Linked DNA regions of Capra hircus: region 1 is linked to region 2. Evidence: chromatin contacts called from public Hi-C data. All regions are on one chromosome and are shown on one strand. Each heading gives the region's core, a stretch centred on a gene start, on an enhancer-like site or on the middle of the called end of the contact. The rest is flanking DNA. Distances are from core to core; before and after follow the strand shown. Region 1 has its middle 30 kb from the start of LAPTM5. Region 2 holds the start of MATN1 (cartilage matrix protein).

What was found. A called contact is a pair of places that touch in the nucleus more often than the background predicts.
Region 1: a contact with region 2 is called in a Hi-C map of blood, with 10 times the contacts expected there. The contact joins the enhancer-like site here to the promoter of MATN1 in region 2. A contact is called at or near these places in 3 of 5 Hi-C or Micro-C datasets (all in blood).

What each region holds. Positions count from the first base shown.
Region 1 is chr2:13,186,250-13,191,394 of ARS1.2, reverse strand. No RefSeq gene overlaps it. Among named protein-coding and RNA genes, the nearest start is that of LAPTM5, 30 kb to the right of the region's middle. Within about 2 kb of position 1,949, at least 1 of the 5 cell types and tissues checked has an H3K27ac peak or open chromatin away from gene starts, as enhancers often do.
Region 2 is chr2:13,113,046-13,118,169 of ARS1.2, reverse strand. MATN1 (cartilage matrix protein) reads left to right here and starts at 1,861. Exons shown (of 8, transcript XM_018067174.1): 1 at 1,861-1,999; 2 at 3,726-4,072. The coding sequence starts at 1,903.

The DNA.
Region 1 (5,145 bases), core at 700-3,199, 73 kb before region 2:
AGGGCTGTGCGTGCTCAGCAGTGTCTGATGAGAGGCATGGCCTCCCAGTGGTGTGAGTGCCTTTCCTTCCCCTTCCCTGCTCTCAGGCGCCAGTGCTGACCTCAGCTTAGAGGGTGACATGCTCCATGGCACTCACACCTCACTAGTGGCCTTTAAAGCCATGACTTTTCAACAGGGTGCTGGCCCAGGTTACCAGGGAGCTGTACAAAGACCCATACCCTGAACCAAGCGCCTTCAAGCCTTTAGATCCAAAGAAGTGAATCCCTAATAGTGGAATGCCTGACTCTGATGAGTGATACAGGACAGACTTGGAAGGCTGTGTGTGTGTGTGTGTGTGTGTGTGTGTGTGTAGGGGCAGTTCCTTCTCACATCCCCAGTGTGTTCAGCCAGCCCTGACTCTCTGACAAGCAGCCCACCTGTTTAGTGGGTCAGCTAACTGAGTCCACTAGCATTGCCCTTAATTGAAGGGGAGGGCAGTCAGCAGTCTGGGGGTTCAGGGAGCTGCTGATCTCTCAGGACCTGATCTCCTCCAGTCAAATCTCATTTCCAAATGTCCTTTCTTGAGAGAGGAACAGCCAGAGTAGGGTCTCTGTTTCTCTTCACTGCTTCTTTCCTAACAACAGCTGAACTTTGTGTATGTAAGCTCTGTCCTGGGCTGAGGGCATTCAAGTGTCCTTCCAACAGCACTATACAGTAGGTATACCTGTGCCCATTGAACAGATGAGAAGATGGAGGCTCTTAGATCACAAGCCCGCTTTTTTCAAGAATATACAGCTGCTAATCTATAGGCTAATTTAAGACCACTCTTAACCTCTACTCATTGCTGCTCTGTATCAGATGGGAATGAAAACTGAGATAGGCTGCAGTGAACAGAAAGCTTAGTAGTGTTGAAAGAACTCGGGGTTAACATTCTCACATAATGAGAAATCTAGGGCTGATGCGGCAGCTCAGTGACAGTGTCAGAGAACAGGCTCTCTGTGCTCCATTGTCCCTAACTTGTGTTTTATCGTTTTTTTTTTTTTTTTTTGCCCTCAGAGTTCCAAAGTGGCGGCCAGACCTTCAGCTCTCACATTTGCATTTCAGCCAGGAAGGCAGTGGAAAGGTCAAAGTTCTTTAATTTGGCAGGCTTTGTTTTTCTGGAAAGTGAAGTCTATTCGAATAGACTCCCACCTAGATCTCCTTGACCAGCACATGTCCCTGGCTACTGTTGGCTGGAAGGTAGTTTGAAAAACGAGACTTTAGCTTTCCAGCCGATAGAGTTGCGGAAGGCAGTGAGGGGGTGTCTGGGAAAGGTGCTATGGGGCCAACTGGGGCTCTTTCCTGCCCCCCTATTTTGATCTCTCCTTGCAGGTGTCTTCACGTGTTCAATGTCCCCGCAGAAAGGCTTGACTACAGCCTGGGGAGTTGAGAGACTTTTTAGGTCCGGGCAGTGATGGGGGGTTCTTGAATAGCAGGACAGTTTGTTTTCTGAGCTTCATTTCTTCATCTGTAAAATGTGACGTCCTTGTCCAGGCTGCGGGTCCCCCCACTGGAAAATGGGAACGAACTCATTGTGTCTAAGCTGTAGAGTTGTTCTGAGGATTACACAAACTTGCGCACCAAGGTGCCCCCACTACAGCTGTTTCTGACGGTTTCCTTGGGACAGGTTCCTAGAAGGACAAGGCCTTGTTCCACAGGGAGGAGGTATAGTTTTCAGTAGCAATTGGAGGAGGGAAGTGGGGTCAGGATGCGGAGGAGGGGAGAAAGGCCCTGCAGAGACCCAGGGGGCTCCCTGACACCTCCCCAGGCCTGCTGCCTCCAGAGAGGGCCTGGGGGACCCATCAGATGACCATCTGATGACCGTCCTCTGCAGACTAGTAACAGACTGACCCCAGCGCCCTCCTGACCACAGATCAATCAATGGCTCTCTGTGGGGCTTCGAGCCGGCTACCGCAGCAGCCTGGTCTGCCTGGCCAGGCACAGCCCTATCCCCAAAGAAGCCCCTTGGAGGGGTAGAGGGGGCTCGCTGGGCCCCACCGTAGGTTCCTGAGCTGCTCAGGAGGGAGGCAGGCAAGCGTTGCCTCTCTGTGCCTCAATGTCCTGGGAGGACAGGGGATGGCGGGTATGCTCTAGCCCCCTCTCCCCACCGTTCCACTTTGTCTTGGCCCCTGGCCTCTGTCTGGGCCCAGCTCTCCGGGAGCCTGGAGAGAAGGAACAGGCGTGTGCTGGAGGCTGAGCGCCATGGGGTTCCCGTCCTGTTCTGCCCTGCCCTGCAACCACGGCAGGTGCCTTCCATGCTCTGGACTCCTCACCTCTGTAAAGAGGTCCCCTTTCTAAACCCTTTCCAACCTGGACATCTCCGTGGCTGTGAGTTCATGGTGCAGGGTGTCCCCTGCCCAGGGGCAGCTTTCAACAGACCTTGGAGCCTCCTGCCCAGGAAAGGCCCCCAGGACAGTCCTCTCTCTCTCCATCCGCAGTGGGAGGCACGCTGGGTTTGTGGGTGCAGTGCGCCCCCTGGTGGCCACTCTGGAACATTGCTCGTCCAGGCCCCGTTCCCCAAGGCCTCCCTCCTGGGTTACGGCCCCCCTGTAGGAGAAACACGGTTTGCTCCTTCCGCAGAAGGGGTGGGGATGGGTGGAGATGGGGTTGCTATAGCTCCCGGGAAGCTTCGGGAAGCTTCTGAACCCCAAAATGTAACACCATTACCAGCCTCCCTATCTCAGAGAAACCAAGCTCCCGTTTAGGATTTTTTTCTCTTGTTTTTGGGGAGTTGAGAGAGATCCTTTTTCTCTGTGAAGTGAAGCGAGTGGATCGTCCCCATGTTGCAGATGGGGAGACTGAGTCTCAAGGGCCTCAGGGATAAGTTCCTGGCCCCAGCCTCCCTCTGCCCCGCCCTGAGACTCCCTGAGGATCCTGGCCTCCCAGGCTGGACTCGCACGGTTCCCTCTGCTAGGACACCATCCCCTTCTTTGGAGGAATGCTCATCCTTCAGATCTCGTACCAAGTGCTCTTTTATTTATACTTATTTATTGATTTTTTGGGGTAAGAGGTGCATAACGTACAATTTACCATTTTTACCATTTTTGTGTGTAGGGGTTCAGTGGCATTAAATACATTGACACTGATGTCACCTCCATCTGCCTCCAGAACATTCCCATCTCCCCAAACTCAAGCTCAGTACCTATGAAAACAGGAGCTCCCCATTCTCTGCCCTTCCCAGCCATTGGCAACCACCGTTTTACTTTCGGTCTCTATGAATTTGGCTAGTTGCGGTAACTCATATAAGCAGAATCATATAATATTTGTCTCATTTCACTTAGCATAATCTCTTCAAGGTGAATCCATGTTGTAGCATATGCCAAATGTAAAAGCTGAATAGTATTCCATTGTATGCAGATTTATGCTTTGTTCATCATTCATTCGTTGATGGACAGTTGGGTTATTTCTTTATTTTCGTTGTTGCTTTGTCTCTAAGGTGTGTTGAGCTGTTTTGCAACCCCACGGACGATAGCCCACCAGGCTGCTTTGTCCAGGGGATTTTCCAGGCAAGAGTACTGGAGTGGGTTGCCATTTCTCCTCCAAGGGAGCTTCCCTGCCCAGGGAGTGAACCCACGTCTCCTACGTATCTTCTGATTTGCAGGCAGATTCTTTACGACTGAGCCACATGGAAAGCCCAGGTAATTCTGATACACACTCGAGTGTGCAAACCACTGGTCTGGGCATCGTGCCAAGCATTTTCCAGCATTGTTTCATTTATTACACTGTTATTATTCCACTTGGCATATGAAAAAAACAAAGCTCAGATAGGTAAAGTCCTTTCCCTAAATTCACAAGGAATGCAAGCTCCAAGTGCCTTAACTGTGTGCCTTTCCTGGAATTGACCAGGAGCCTGGGCTGGAGTTCACTGTCTGGCCAGCAGGGGGCGTCCTTTACCTAGGACCCAGAGCCTAGGCATGGAGGGAGTGGGGAGGGCTGAGCGCCTGAAAGCTGGGCAGGGCTCTCCGGGCTCAGTCCTCACCTCTTACCCGACCCTCATTTCTCCCACTTGGACTCTCAGCCTCTGACTGCAAAGAATGCTGGGGCAGGGACTCAGGCAATTTGGTTGGAGTTTGAGAGGTCCCATTGCTGTGTGACAACTTGGGTATGTTTCTGAACTGTCCTGAGCTTCAGTTCCCCGTCTTTAAAATGGGGTTACCATCCTCCTTGGTGATCCACTGAGAGCATGCAGGGCTCATATCTAAGGTGTTTTGGCTTCCTGGAGAAGTGAGATGAATGATGTGGTTTGAGGGGAATAGAAAAGTGAACATTTCACGCTGGGCACTCTCAATGTGACATGAGTTTATGCTAATATAGTGAAATAAGGACTATTCTACCCATTTTACAGATGAGGAAACTGGGCTCAGAGAAGAAAAATGAGTTGGCTAAAATTCCCACAGCAAGACAATGGCAGAGCTGGCTTTCCAGCTCAGGTTCTCTCTTCTTCCGGGCAGCTGTCCAAACAGAGGGCTAATGTCCAGTCCAAGAAGGGATGCAGAGACAAAGAGGCTAAATTGTCTCTGTCCCTCCCTTTCCCCCTCCCTCCTTCTCTTCTAAGACTCTGGAGGGCCACCTGCCTTTGGCTCCACCACCATTTACCTCTCCCCTCCACAAGCAGGTCATTCCTCCTCTGGGCTAAATGTTTACATCTCCCGCAAATTCCTATGTCGAAACCTAATGCCAAGGTGATGGTATTAGGAGGTGGGGCCTTTGGGAGGTAATTAGGCCATGAGGGTGGAGCCCTCCAAAGTGAGATTAGTGCCCTTATTAAAGGGGCCCCCACAAGTTCCCTTGCCCCTTACACGTGTGAGCTCAAGTGAAGATGGCTATCTGTGAACCAAGAAGTGGGCCCTCACCAGACACTGAATCTGCTGCTGTCTTAATCTTGGACTTGCCAGCCTGCAGAACTGTGAGAAATAATTTTCCATTGTTTGTAAGCCACCTAGGCTGTGGTCTTTTGTTATGGCAGCCTAAAGAGATTAAGACACTCTTCATCCTGAGCCTCAGTCTGCTTGTTTGTACAACAGAGGTGATAACCTCGGGTTATTCAGGGTTTTCACTGGCTCACAGCAGGGGAGGTGCGGGGTAGAAATAACGGGGTGGGCTTTGCTGTCAGCCAGCCACTCTGTC
Region 2 (5,124 bases), core at 612-3,111:
AACCTAGACAGCATATTAAAAAGCAGAGACATTACTTTACAGACAGCAGTTATGTATGGACGTGAGAGTTGGACCGTAAAGAAAGCTGAGCACCAAAGAATTGACGCTTTTGAACTGTGGTGTTGAAGAAGGCTCTTGAGAGTCCCTTGGACTGCAAGAAGATCAAACCAGTCAATCCTAAAAGAAATCAATCCTGAATATTCACTGGAAGGACTGATGCTGAAGCTGAAACTCTAATACTTTGTCTACCTGATGTGAAGAACTGACTCCTTAGATGCTGGGAAAGATTGAAGGCAGGAGGAGAAGGGGGTGACAGAGGATGAGATGGTTGGACGGCATCATAGACTCAATGGACATGAGTTTGAGCAAGCTCTGGGAGTTGGTGATGGACAGGGAGGCCTGGTGTGCTACAGTGTATGGTGTCCCAAAGAGTCAAACATGACTGAGTGACTGAACTGAACTGGACCTAGATGCAATGATGGGGACCCTTCCTGGTTATATCCCTTTATTTATAACCCTTTAGTTTTGCCTTGTCTGTGCAGACCCTGGACTGGGCCCGGATGCAGAGATGAATCAACCAGACACTTATCCACTCACGGGTGAGACGGACAAGGTACAGAAGCACAGGGAAGGGGTCCTAACCCGGGGGAGCGGGGAGAGAGGTGGGCATGGAGAAGGCACCTCCACCAGGCTTCCCCCATGCAAGCAGGGTGCCTGAGAGCTCTGGCCTGGGGCCCTCTTCTGGCATCGACACTCAGCTGCACTTAAGACAAGTTACTTCAAAACTCTGGTTTTCAGTTCCTCATCTGGGAAGTGGGGGCAATAGTACTGGGTGCCTCAAAGGGTTATCCAGAGAATTCGATGAGATGGTTCATATAAGACTGCTCGCCCTGGGAGGTGGGCACCATTAGCATCCCCACCTTTCAGGTGAGGCACAGAGAGGTGAAGCAACCTGCTCACAGTCACACAGCAAGTAGAGAGCACACCCAGGTCATCTGGCCCCTAAGTCTGTGCTCTCAACCGTCTTCCCTACTGCCTTGCTCCTAGTGTGCTGTGCTCAGTCGATCAGTCGTCTCTGACTCTTTGCAACCCCATAGACTGTATAGCCCACCAGGCTCCTCTGTCCATGGGGATTCTCCAGGCAAGAATACTGGAGTGGGTTGTCCCATCCTCGCTAGGGCGTCTTCCCAACCCAGGGATTGAACCCAGGTCTCCTGCATTGTAAGCAAATCCTTTACCATTTGAGCCACCACAGAAGCTCGCCCTGCTCCTACGAGGGGCTCGTGTACCTGTTGGCTCCGACATGACTCTGAAAGATTGTTAGGCAGAGAGTGATCAGGAGGACGGGGGCAACATGGGCAGATGGTCCTGTGTGGACAAAGGCTTGAGGAGCACTCAGATCCAGGCGTGGATGGAGAGCAGGATGTGTGTGGAGAGCCAGCAGGCAGGACAGCCAAGGCTGGAGGTGGGAAACTGGGGCTGGAGTTGGAGGTGGGAGAAGTGCTGGCGTGGGTGGGGGCGCCGGGCAGGGCTGGGCTGTGAGGCTGTTGGACTCAGGTTTACCTGGGCTCAGTCTGGCAGCTTCGGGCCAGTGCAGGCTCTGGGCCCCAGAGGAGCCTCCCTCCACCCACCTGATATTTCCTGGATTCCAGCTGTAGCTTCTGCAGGCAAAGGAGCCCTTGTGGTCGGAGGGGCCTCTGGAGCCCAGGCGGGGAGACTCCTTCCCTCCCTCCCTGGCACACACACCTCCATTCAGCCTGGCCCCGCCCTCCAAGGGGGCTGACCCCACGTTAGTGGGGGGCCCGCCTGACTGGGAGGCAGGGCCAGCAGGCAGCGAGGTTGATAAGACCTGGCCCCCACTGGCCCCCACAACTGTGCTGCTACTGCCCGCGTGCCAGAACCATGAGGGCGCTCAGCGGCCCCCGCCTCGTGCTCTGCGGCCTGCTGCTGCTGCTGTCCCAGGCCCCATGCGCCCCTGGCCTCGCCCCCCTGTCCAGAGGTGAGGGGGCCGCATGTGAGGTGGGGGATACCCGGCACTGAGACAGACAGAGGCTAAATGGTATCTAGCATGGGCGGGGTTGGGGGGCAGGCAGGGGTGCCCCACAGGGCCGACCCAGGAGCAGACAGAGATGGTGACAAACACAGGGACCAGGGTGGGCTGACCCTGACTGTTCTGTGGGGAGGGGGCATGGCATGAGACAGCTTCTCTGAGCCTGTCTCTGGGCTTCACAGCTCCCAGGCTGTCCTCAGGGACCAGGCATCCTGCAGTGACCTTGGTCTTCTGGGTCACTGATGGCACAGCCTTCTGTCACCTGGGGCTGCAACCAGGCCCAGGGCTGAGCTCACGACTCTCTGATGACTGCAGATCTGGTTGGGGGGGGGGGGTGCAAGATGACATTCCCCCTTCCACCAGCCCTTCCAGCATATTCTGGACTGGGCTCTTCATGAGCTGTACCACTCTGAGTTTCAGCTGTGAAGACAGAGTCCTAGCATGCCCAGCTCCTCCTGTGCAGATGGGGAAACTGAGGCCAGAGAGGGGAGGACCTGTCTAAAACCACACAGTGAGTGAGCAAGCCTCAGAACCTCGTGGCTCCTGGTCCACTGTCCCATGGTGTGGCCAATGCCCTCTCCATCTCTGGGCCTCAGTTTACCCATCTGTAGCCTCAGCTAAGTGGGGACCAGGAAGCCAAGCTGCAAGGTGATTTCTGAGGCCCCTTGAGGACCTCTGATGTCCGGGCCTGGGGCACCATGGCTGGGAGATAGGACTGTCTACACACCTTGTCTTTCTTGACTCTTCCCGCATCCCTGCTTGGGAGTAGCCCAGATTTAGCGCGCGACAGAGTGCAGACTTCTGTACGGGCTGCAGGGCCAGGCCAGTGATAGCATCAAGCATTAAGCCTGTCCTCCCCTCCAGGCAGATGAGAAAAGTGAAGCTTCAAAGCTGCCACGATCTGCCCAAGGCCACAGAGCTGGGACTCGGACTCCGTCTACCTCACTTGGGCTCGGTGTCCCTCCCAGCTCATGGTGCTGCCTCCCAGGCTGTCTGGAAAGACGTCGCTCCCTGGGGGTGTGTCTTGGGGCCCCACTTGGTCAGACTGCCAAGGTGGCCGCGAGGAACTCCTGCTATTTTTCCTGCTCTTAAATACCAGCCAGCAGGCTCTGCGGGATTGGGGCAAACTGGGTGCACTTTGCTGATTCTCTTTGACGCTCAGATGAAAGAGCCCATGTTGACGGATGCTGCATTGGTTTTTAAGGCTGTGCCCGCTAGAAGGCTGACCCTCAGTTCCCTCCTGCCCAGGCAGGGCAAAGAGAATCCCTTGCTTACACTCTGGGCTGAAACCTGAGATGTGAAGGCTGTCTTCTCCTTTGCTGCCTCTGAGAACCCTACATGCCCAACCTTGAGCTGGCACCTTACACATATTTTTGCTTGTCCTCAAAGGTTTCTGTAAGGAAGGGATCGCCTGCCTATTGTACAGACAGGAAACTGAGGCTCAGAGAGGTGAAGGTGCCATTTGAACCTCTGTCTTTCCTATGGGCTGAGCTGGGGGCCTCTGGCAAGTTGCTTGCCTGGGTGTCCCCATACTGACAGCAGCACCCAGCCAGGCTGATTCATGTCTGGTCTACTCTGCCTGAGGCCTCAGGTCTAGACCTAAGTAGGCCCTGGTGCCCTGTTCCTTTGTCTTAAGTATTTCCGCTCTATCCTCCTGACCTCTGCCCCCTCCCAGGGCACCTCTGCCGGACCCGGCCCACCGACCTGGTGTTCGTCGTTGACAGCTCACGCAGCGTGCGGCCCGTGGAGTTTGAGAAAGTGAAGGTGTTCCTGTCCCAGGTCATCGAGTCACTGGATGTGGGGCCCAATGCCACCCGCGTGGGCCTGGTCAACTACGCCAGCTCCGTGAAGCAGGAGTTCCCGCTGCGGGCCCACAGCTCCAAGGCTGAGCTGCTGCAGGCCGTGCGCCGCATCCAGCCGCTGTCCACGGGCACCATGACGGGTCTGGCCATCCAGTTTGCCATCACCAAGGCCTTAAGCGATGCAGAGGGTGGTCGCCCCAGGTCTCCCGACATTAGCAAGGTACGGGCTCACAGGAACGTGGCAGCCGACAGCAAAGAAAAGATACAGCTAGGTTTTCAGGGCCAGAAGCCTTGGCCTCAGGAGGGGAGGAGACTGTACCAGGCCGCTCCCCAGGGGACCCAGGGTAGGGATACTAAAAATATTGCTGCCCCCCTCTGGCTTCTTATCAAGAATCATCTCAGGGGGCCTCACCACACTCCCTTTCTCCAGATAAAGAAACATGGGCTCAGGAAGGTGAGCTGTATTTCTAACCCAGGTGTGTCAGGTCACTAAGACAGGGGGTCAGGCATCCAGGCCAGGGAGGAGACTCAGGAATCAGACGCAGACTCAGGTCAGAAGCAGAAAAGCAGCCACGGGTCTGGACGCTGAGTCCCAGACTCCTACAGAGCAGTCTGGAGGACCCAACTTAGGGCAGGCTGGACAGGGGGTGGGTGAGGGCCAGGCTTGGCACCAGGGTCCCTTCCTGTGGCCCTTTCCCAGCACACAGGGGACTTGGGGGAGGAGAAGTGTTTTCTTCCTAAGGAAGTTAGTGTCTTGGGGAACAGAGGGAGAAAAGGCAGCATCTTCCTTCATTCCGTGGGCATCTATATGGGTACCGCCTCTCTCCCAGGGTATACAAGGGAAGATGGGCAGAAGAGAGGAAAAACTTCCACTCTTTAGCTTCTGCCTCTCTCTGGTGGCCAAAAGGTAGAACTGCACGGAGTTGAGTACAGAGGTTTGGCCCTGCCCTCGCAACACCCCCAGGCTGAGGAGTGGAGGTGGCTCTGCCCTCAGAGGTCACAGAGCTGTCTGATGGAGGAGAAGACGCCCAGAAACCCTAGTCAGATGAAAGAGCACCTTAGCCACGCCTCTCACTCAGAAGAAACCTTTCTCCTCTTCCACTATCCAAGTTCTTTTTCCCGGGCCTGATATTGGTGGTGGTGGCAGTCATATCCACCTGCCACGGAACAGCTGTGTGACCGGGGCTTGCCACTCCGCCCCTCCGGGTCAATCTCCTCTTATGTCAACCGTCCTGGGGTGTTGGGGGGTGGGGTTGCTGCTGGAGGACCAAG